Linked DNA regions of Gasterosteus aculeatus: region 1 is linked to region 2. Evidence: chromatin contacts called from public Hi-C data. All regions are on one chromosome and are shown on one strand. Each heading gives the region's core, a stretch centred on a gene start, on an enhancer-like site or on the middle of the called end of the contact. The rest is flanking DNA. Distances are from core to core; before and after follow the strand shown.

Region 1 (4,295 bases), core at 954-3,453, 33 kb after region 2:
CCCTCACATGGGCACAAGTCCACAGAGCCTCCTAGTCGAAAAATAAAAAAGCTCAAAGCGGGACCAGCTAAACAGCAATCACCCCTTCAAATCTCCACGGCAACCAACCCGGCACTCACTCCATCTGCTGTCCAATTTAATGATGAGGAGACGGGGGGAGAGAGAGAGAGAGAGAGAGAGAGAGGGGAGGAAGAGGGGGAGCAAGAGGCAGTGTGTCTGGCGCAAGCCGGCTGCTATTGAACTATTCAGGAAACAATCCGGACCAACAGCAGCATCCAACCGACAGTCAGCAGAAACATGTGAAGAATAGTACAGCTTTTAAAATGCATTGCCACTGAGAGTGAGAGAGGAAGGTCGATACTAAAATCACGTGAGCTAACTAGCAGCTGAGCTTCGAGATCGGACGCAAAGGGGGAAAAGTTTGTCTGCTCAATAAACACCTCTGAAGCTCCGGGACAAACCGCACAGTTACTTTGTGTCTGAACTCGCTAACCCCTCGCAGCCCTCCTGCCCTCTGTCTACACCCCGCTTAGAAGAAGCACTACTGCTGCAACCACATGCTGCTTCTCAAGTGTCCTTTCAACATAAAAGCCTCCTCCTCCTAAACATCTTTTCTGTTTGGTGGTCAGCTGCAGCAGATGGCCCTGATGGGCTGCAGGCTAAGTGTGTGTGTGTGTGTGTGTGTGTGTGTGTGTGTGTGTTTGCAGGTGAGTGCTCTTAGTTTGTTGGTGTTTTGGTCTAGCAGGTTGCCTAGGATACTGGCATCAGAATCTCCTTCTCCATAGCTCCAATCATTTTTTTATTCATCCATTTATTTGGAGTGATTCACTCTGACGTCATAGTTCCACTCGCTTCGTCTGATGGTTATGCTAATATAGGTTATAACTATGCTAATATTACCCACTGTCATTACCGCAAACACGCTGCTGTCCCAGCAGGCTCGGGGTCAAGCAACACACACACACACACACACACACACACACACACACACACACAAACACACATACATACATACATACCCACGCCCATTCCCTCAGACATCAGCTGCTGGTGCTAATGTCTGGTTCTGATATGCATCAGCTTGTGTCGGCTTATGATTAAGCAAATTACTAATTACATTAACCCGCTGTCCCCCGGGCTGGACACAGGTATAGTTTTTATTTTTAATTCCCCCCAACATCTTTTGCTATTGTTTTTATTGAAATTCAAGAAACGTTCTGAAGAGTTAAAAGTTGTGTATTTTGTTGCTCTAGATTTTATCTTAAAACAGTGTAAATAAATATGAAAATAGACAATTTTCTTCTGTTTACGTCCACTGTGGCTGCTTTTAAACTCAAAGTGAGTTCTTAGAAACACACACACACACACGCAGATAGTGCCAGCTGTTGCCAAAACACTGATCCGCTTTGAACGACTGGGCCCTGAAGTGCCCTGTTCAGACACAGCAGGAACGTTGTGTAGTTGCGTGTGTGTGTGTGTGTGTGTGTGTGTGTGTGGTGTTGGCAATCAGACTATGAATCGTGCATGTCTAAGTTAATTCTTCTGAAATAACGAAAAGGAAAAAATCTCTCGCTTTTTTTGCAGAGTTATCAACGTTGAGATGGAAAACATGAGAAAAGATACATATTTGACTGTGGAGTCTCTGCAGTGCTGTGTGCTGCAGAACTAGATCAGGTGGATGAATGTGCTTGTACACACACAACAAGAGCCAACACTTCTACACTCTGTTCAATGGGCACAAAGAGCAGTAAAACGACAGGAGGGGCCGTGCACAAAGGTGCACCGAGACCCCGGCCCTCTATCCCCCTTTGTGCTGAAGAATGGAAAGGTCCAGGAGCAGCTGCTGTTGGCTGCACGGGACATTTGAGACGGCTCTTTTCACCAAAAAACAAAGTCTGGAGCTGCGAGTGTGCAGGCTGCAGGGGCTGCAGGGGCGAGGGGGAGGAGAGAGGTCGTATACAAAACGAAAGGCACACTTTGCCTGATCAACATAGGGCTGAGTCCCCATTCATCCTGCATGTCAGCAGCAGAGGCGGTGGGGCTTGGGGGAGGGTCTCAAAGTGCAGCAGCGAACCTTTAAAGTTGACGTGAGTCGCATCAGTAAGAGCACAAAGGAGTCACAGAGGCCTGCCATATGGAGGAGCACATCATCTGTTCAGGAATCACTCAAAGGAAATCCAGCCAGAGCCAATGAGAGTGCGAGCTTTGCACCTTTCTCTCCCCAGCGACACATCTCTGGCTTCTGATTGGTTGCAGAGGTGTTGTCTTTGACAAAGTGTCTCAATTAGCCAAAACGCTGGGTGGGCACTTTGTTGTTTTAGTGCTCCAGGATGATCTGCGTGTCTGATTGCTAAGTGTTAACATTTGCTCTTTATTTGAAGCAATCACTTTGGATTCACTAATTCTCATAACAATAAGGCTTGTGTGTTTTTCTCAATCAATAAAGGACTTTTTGTTTATGTTGATTTATTTTTAGATACCATGTGAAATAATACATTTGTAACAAATAAATACTAAATCTTACAAGGAATGCTTTATGCAAGATGAATGTCAAACTGCATGATTAATAACAAACATATTAAGTCATCATTTCCATGTTGTTGGACTGAATTTAATTTCAAAAGACTGAATGTTATTTGTAAAATACACAGCACAATCAATTGGATTTTTCTTATGGAAATTCTCATCACATATCTGCGATCATGATGTGTTTTTTTATACACCCAAAGCACAGGGATCACTCATAACCTCACAGCTCTCTGTCTCCTGACAGTGAAGTCCTGACATAATGAAGAGAGAGGAGTGCACAACACTGTTGCAGCGCTCCCTAGTGGTGCACGACTTCACTGATCCACATGGACGAAGTTCACATGATGCACATACAATAAATCTGCCTTGTGGGGTTTTACATTCTGCATAGGACAACCTCTATCCTCAGACATGCACTGTATCCACGTATACAGACCATTTAACATGAGATGTGCAAAACCACAATAACAGCCTGATTGAATGCAACAACGATGATGATGTATTGTTCTGGACCAACTGTTTCTTTCAGATGAGAAGGTAGAGAGGTTCCCTTTTGGCATCGTCAAAGATGAACCAACAATAACAACTAAGAGCCATTACATGTATTTGCTTTGTGACGCATGTAAATACAGCATTTTCTATTTTTACACATCTCAGTCATAGTGAAATAACATCCTTTACTGAAGTAAAAGTACCAGCACAAAAGACAAACTCTGTACAGAGTTATTCTAAAAGTAAAACTGCCACATCTAAGATCCGACCATAGTTACGGTACAGAAATATTTTTTTGCAAAGAATCCTTGAATTCATTTTTACATTCTTAAAACATAAAGCTCTTATGATCAGGTTGAGAACCAGTCGTGTAAACGTATTGATTTGTTTTAGTTTGCATCCAGTTGAATGAACATGGTGTGACGCCCAGTGGTGTAAACGTGTCACTACAGGCTAAATTGCTTTTATGGCAATTCAGCCTAATTAACAGCTCCACCTAGTGGCTGTAAAAGGATCCTGCATCCTGCTGATGTTCCAAATACAAAAGATTTGACAATACGGTAACATTTAACGTGCTTACAATGTACAATTAAGTGAAAAATAAAAAAATTAACGTATTCATACATACACACATGCACACATTTATACACATTAATGTCAGATAACAAGGTAATAAAAGGGGTGCTGCACTTTGTATTTTCGTATGATATCTCTCATCTTTCAAACACCACCACCCAAGTTTCATATACATTAATCTCACGTGGACAGAGCTATTCGCACACTATTGGTAACAGAGAAAAGACAAAACAAAAACCAAACTTGCAACAAATTACAATTTTCTTTCAGTCAGGTTTCCATCCATTCAAGCGTACCCGAAAAGCTCTCTCAGGCCGAGCGCACACAAAGATCACCTGTGAGAACCATCCCTTTATTTCCAATGCTTCGGCGTCACTCTGCCCCCACTCCAAACCTCTGTGCCAACTTAACCAAAGCAAGCAAAATCATAACGAAGACACAACGAAGCGTTTCATCAACCGCTGGAGTTGATTAAATGTCTCGACACCTTTACATCACACCTGTCCGTAGATGTCTCCCCGCTGCTAACAAACACAAATCTCCTGGGCGTCTGGCCTCCCTTTTATGGCTCCAATTTGTTTTCAGAGTCCGGTACATCCTCCCGTTAGGCGTACACCCCTTCCATGAATGGGGACCAGTGTCTGAAGAAGAGTGCTCTCCATCAGCGCTGAAGAAGAGTGATCTCCATCAGAGCCGTT
Region 2 (4,077 bases), core at 1,337-3,836:
TTCGTCGTGGTGCAGCGGGTGTCTGGGAACCGCAAAGTTGGAGGTTTGAGTCCCGGCTGCCCCATGTCTCAAGTCGATGTGTCCCTGAGCAAGACACCTAACCCCTGATTGCTCCCCGGGCAAAAATGTAAAAGCCACGGGTTTAAAGTGTAATGTAAGTCGCTTTGGATAAAAGCGTCAGCTAAATGACCTGTAATGTAATAATGTAATATTCTGTGCTGAAGGGTGGAGGATGAAATCCATTTTTTTTTTGTTTACCAAAACAACATCGTCATTGGAGTGTGACAGGACTAGTTGCATCACAATTGTTTATCCTGGATAAGAACGTTGGAGGCAGCATGACTTCGGGCAAAAGGTCAAAAAAGCCCAAAGTGGCAATATTAATCCACATCTTTATTTGTAATAAAAACGTCCTACTTATTACTTAGGGATGATTGATCTAAATGTTCTCTACTCTAAGCATTAAAATAGAGACACAAAACTATCCTATGTCAGTATATTAAAGAGCAGAGAATTCATTTTTGCCCTTTTCTGTGTGTTGTAATGTGAGCATGTCTTTGCTTTGGGAGTCCTTAAATCGATGTGAGCGTGCACCCCCCCCCCCACCTCCCCAACGCCCCCCATTTGCCCTGTCAGCACTATTGCCGTTGTTTGCAATGTTAGCGCCGTTAACTGCAAGCCACAGGCCCCACTGCCCAATTACGAGCCGCCAAAGGCTAAACGACACTGAATTCACAACAGCCGTATATTTGTAAAATAAGTTAATACAACTTAATTCCATAGATAAAGCAAACAATTACTAATTACTTTGTCTTCTCAAATCTCTTGCCTTTAAAATACGAGTCGTTATTTACTGTGTGATACTTTTTGTTATCACAAGTTGTTTTGTTATCAAATACTTCTACAGCATCTCCACAGGAGAGGCTGCCATCTTGTGGTGTCTCCTTGTCTCCTGTAGCACTTAGGACACATGACATGGAGTGATCGCCTGTTTTCAATACACAGGAAGAAGAAGTCCTCTTTTTCCTGTCTTGCAAAATTCAAAAACCTGAATGGGCGGCTGTGGTTGGGAATGTTGGTGTGAGGCTTTTGAAAAATTATTATTCCAATCGCACAAGATCCAGCGTGCCTCTACCTCTCATTATGCTGATTGGAATGATTTATTTTCAACCTTTTCGATTTATAGACTTTAATATGAAACCAAAATTACCAAAATTATCTTCTGCCTCTAAACTAAAAATAAATCTGGTTTTAATTAACAACAAAACAAAACCATATTTAAACATATACAATTTACTGATCTTTAATTTTGATCACCTGCAGCCTTTTCTAAAATCCTATAACTCAAAGAAAAGAATGCAAAGAATTCCTAGAATTACAACTGCAAGCTTATTGTTTGGGTTTTCTGTCCGGCGACTTGACTGGAGTGGTCACCTTTCTGAGAAATACTGCTCTGAATCAATAGCTTGAATACAAGTTTTATTTTTGGCACACTAACAACTCGCACTTAATGACATAGGTGTATCTAACATAATTTGCGGTGTAGAATAGGTGGTGCTACTTAATAATTCCCATCTCTGGGTCTGACTTCCAAGTTACACTTAAGTACAGTATTTTAGGTATTTGTACTCTACGTGAACATTTCCAGTATGTTTCTATATTTTCCATTTTGGAAGCCAACCTTTTTACTTCTTTACCTTTATTTATGTGATACAATTAGTTGCTTTGCAAATTAAGAATAATACAAACTGTAAATCCACTAGTAATCAATGATGTAAATTACCTTCACCTTTAACAGCTGCAAAAATAAATTGTATGCACTGACTTGCATCCCAATGAGACGTAATGCAGAGGCCCTTATGGATCATGAGTACTTTTAGCCGACTCTTAAATTTAAAAGGTCTCTATACACGTTATTGCGGTTAGCTGCAAGGAAATCAAACTTTGTTTGGCAAGTGTGTGTAAGATGTTATGCGGCTACTTAAGAACCTTTTTTAAGTAACACCTTGGATGCAGTACTTTTTATTGTTACATTTTCTACATTGTGGTACTTTTGGTAATACTAATGTTGTCAAGTCTCCTTATGGAGGATTTCCCACAGAGGAATCAACTGTTCTTCTCACATGCTGACTAACTAACAGTGTTTCCTTTCAAATTGTCCTGAGAATTTGAATGAACTATTAGACCATTTCACCGGTTGGCTGTAATCCGTCACTAAACAGGCTGAAGGAAGCAGAGGTCACTAAACGGAAACAAACGGCCCTCAGTCATGCGAGTTATTTCTGACATAAATCCCTTCAGATTTAGGCAACAAACCTACTTGTTAGGGTTTATGAAAACATGTTGCATAACGATCCATACATTTTAACTCAAATATATATATATATGTATATTTTAAACACAGCAACTGACCTTAAATATCTTTCTTTTCGGATGAAGTTGACTCGACGCTTTTTCTAATGCGATTCGCGCACATCAACAGCGCGTGTTTCCCTGCGGTTTTCCTGCGTGTCCGGACTCCACCGGCAGATGTCGCCCTTCTCTCCACCCCCGCCAGCCCCGCGGGGAGTGGGGGGGGGGAGGTGGAGGTGGAGGGTGGGGTTGTGGTCTGTCCGGGCTGCAAGGGAGGCTTCTCCACCACACAGTTACCACACTGCACATAGAGCTCGGGGTGGGGGGGACACACAACATCCTCGGTGCGGGTTATTGTTTTAGCAGGATTGTTAGAGTCGTTTCGTGCGCGAGGGTTTTTGCTGGTACTTTTCTACCGAGGGAGCCTGCGGGGACGAGGACGGGAGCCGGGAGGGGTCCGCTTAAGGTGCCGCCGCGGTGAGTTGGTCCCCGTGTGTGTCCAGCACGGTCCCGTGTGTGTGTGTGTGTGTGTGTTTACGTGGAGTGACACATTACTCTACTACACTAGTGTGTTGACAGGCGCGCGCAGCTCGTGCTTGTCGATGTATGGTGTCGTGTCATGAATCTCGCGGGGGGGGGGGGGGGGGGGGGGGTTGGGAAGGGTCCCGGGGGTCCCGGTGGTTAAATCACGTCGTTCTGGTGCAGTTAAAAAAAATACTTTAATTAGTTAAATCGTGCCAACATCAAATGGGAACTATTAATGTGTAATTACCACCTCATAAATTGCAGTGATTCAACACCCAAATATTTCGATTACAGATGAGGAATAATTGTATTTTGTGTAAATTATTTGCGTAACAACTTTACAAGGCGAGAATATGTCTGTGTTGTGTTTACTGGTTCTGTTGTAAACACGTATCCAAAAACAGCAATATGTCAAACTGACAACAGATATACACAAATCGACAGTAATGGTGCACATTCACCCTCGCTGCCAAAAGAAACGTGCACAGAATTCTGCAACAAATGTCTTGGTAACTGAAATATAAATTCTGAATTTGGTCTTTCTGGTTCATTTTTTCCGCTGGGTTTCCGTGAAAACAAACCTTTGTCACGACAGTTATATGTTGGATTTGCTTGAACAAGCTCATGACAGTTTGTATGGGATTCGTTTTTTTTCCAAGGCTGTTAATGCAAGTAAAATTGTCCCAAAATGTCAGTAGAGTACATTTACACTAGTTACGATGTTACGACCTTGAACATGTTTGTGTTGATCCAAGCAGCGTCTGGAGTTCTGAGGGTAGTTGAGTCTGTTGATGTGTCTAATCAGCGTGAGAAACCCCAGATGTCTGCGCTCAATGCTGGTGAGCAGAGCTTACAAACAAACAATATACTCTCATTGCAGCTTTCAGTCAATGTTGGTGAAAATGAACATTGTCATTCTTCCTCTTGGCACAAGCATTAGAGACGTTTTTATCACAACCCAACAGTGAAAGATTACCTAACAGTGATTATTTCATTCATGCTGAACTTAAGACGACGTAGAAGAGATTCATTCAATATATATATACACAAACACGGAAAAATGTTTTGGTAAGTAGCCTCCACATTCAGCTGTTGTGAAATCCATAGCAATCCAATTATGAAAAACTGAATCAAGAAATTCACAGTTGAGAACAGATCAGTCTGGCTGTGTTTCATAAAGTATGATATTATCAATAATAA

Evidence for each region. A called contact is a pair of places that touch in the nucleus more often than the background predicts.
Region 1: a contact with region 2 is called in a Hi-C map of skeletal muscle, with 10 times the contacts expected there. The contact joins the enhancer-like site here to the promoter of LOC120832027 in region 2. A contact is called at or near these places in 3 of 6 Hi-C or Micro-C datasets (skeletal muscle and whole body).

Annotation. Positions count from the first base shown.
Region 1 is chr14:11,789,313-11,793,607 of fGasAcu3.hap1.1, forward strand. No RefSeq gene overlaps it. Among protein-coding and RNA genes, the nearest start is that of LOC120832154, 7.1 kb to the left of the region's middle. Within about 2 kb of position 2,204, at least 5 of the 9 cell types and tissues checked have open chromatin away from gene starts, as enhancers often do.
Region 2 is chr14:11,755,974-11,760,050 of fGasAcu3.hap1.1, forward strand. LOC120832027 (growth hormone receptor) reads left to right here and starts at 2,587. Exons shown (of 9, transcript XM_040198039.2): 1 at 2,587-2,829. It overlaps LOC120832026 (complement component C7), which reads right to left and starts at 2,825. Exons shown (of 19, transcript XM_078088482.1): 1 at 2,413-2,825.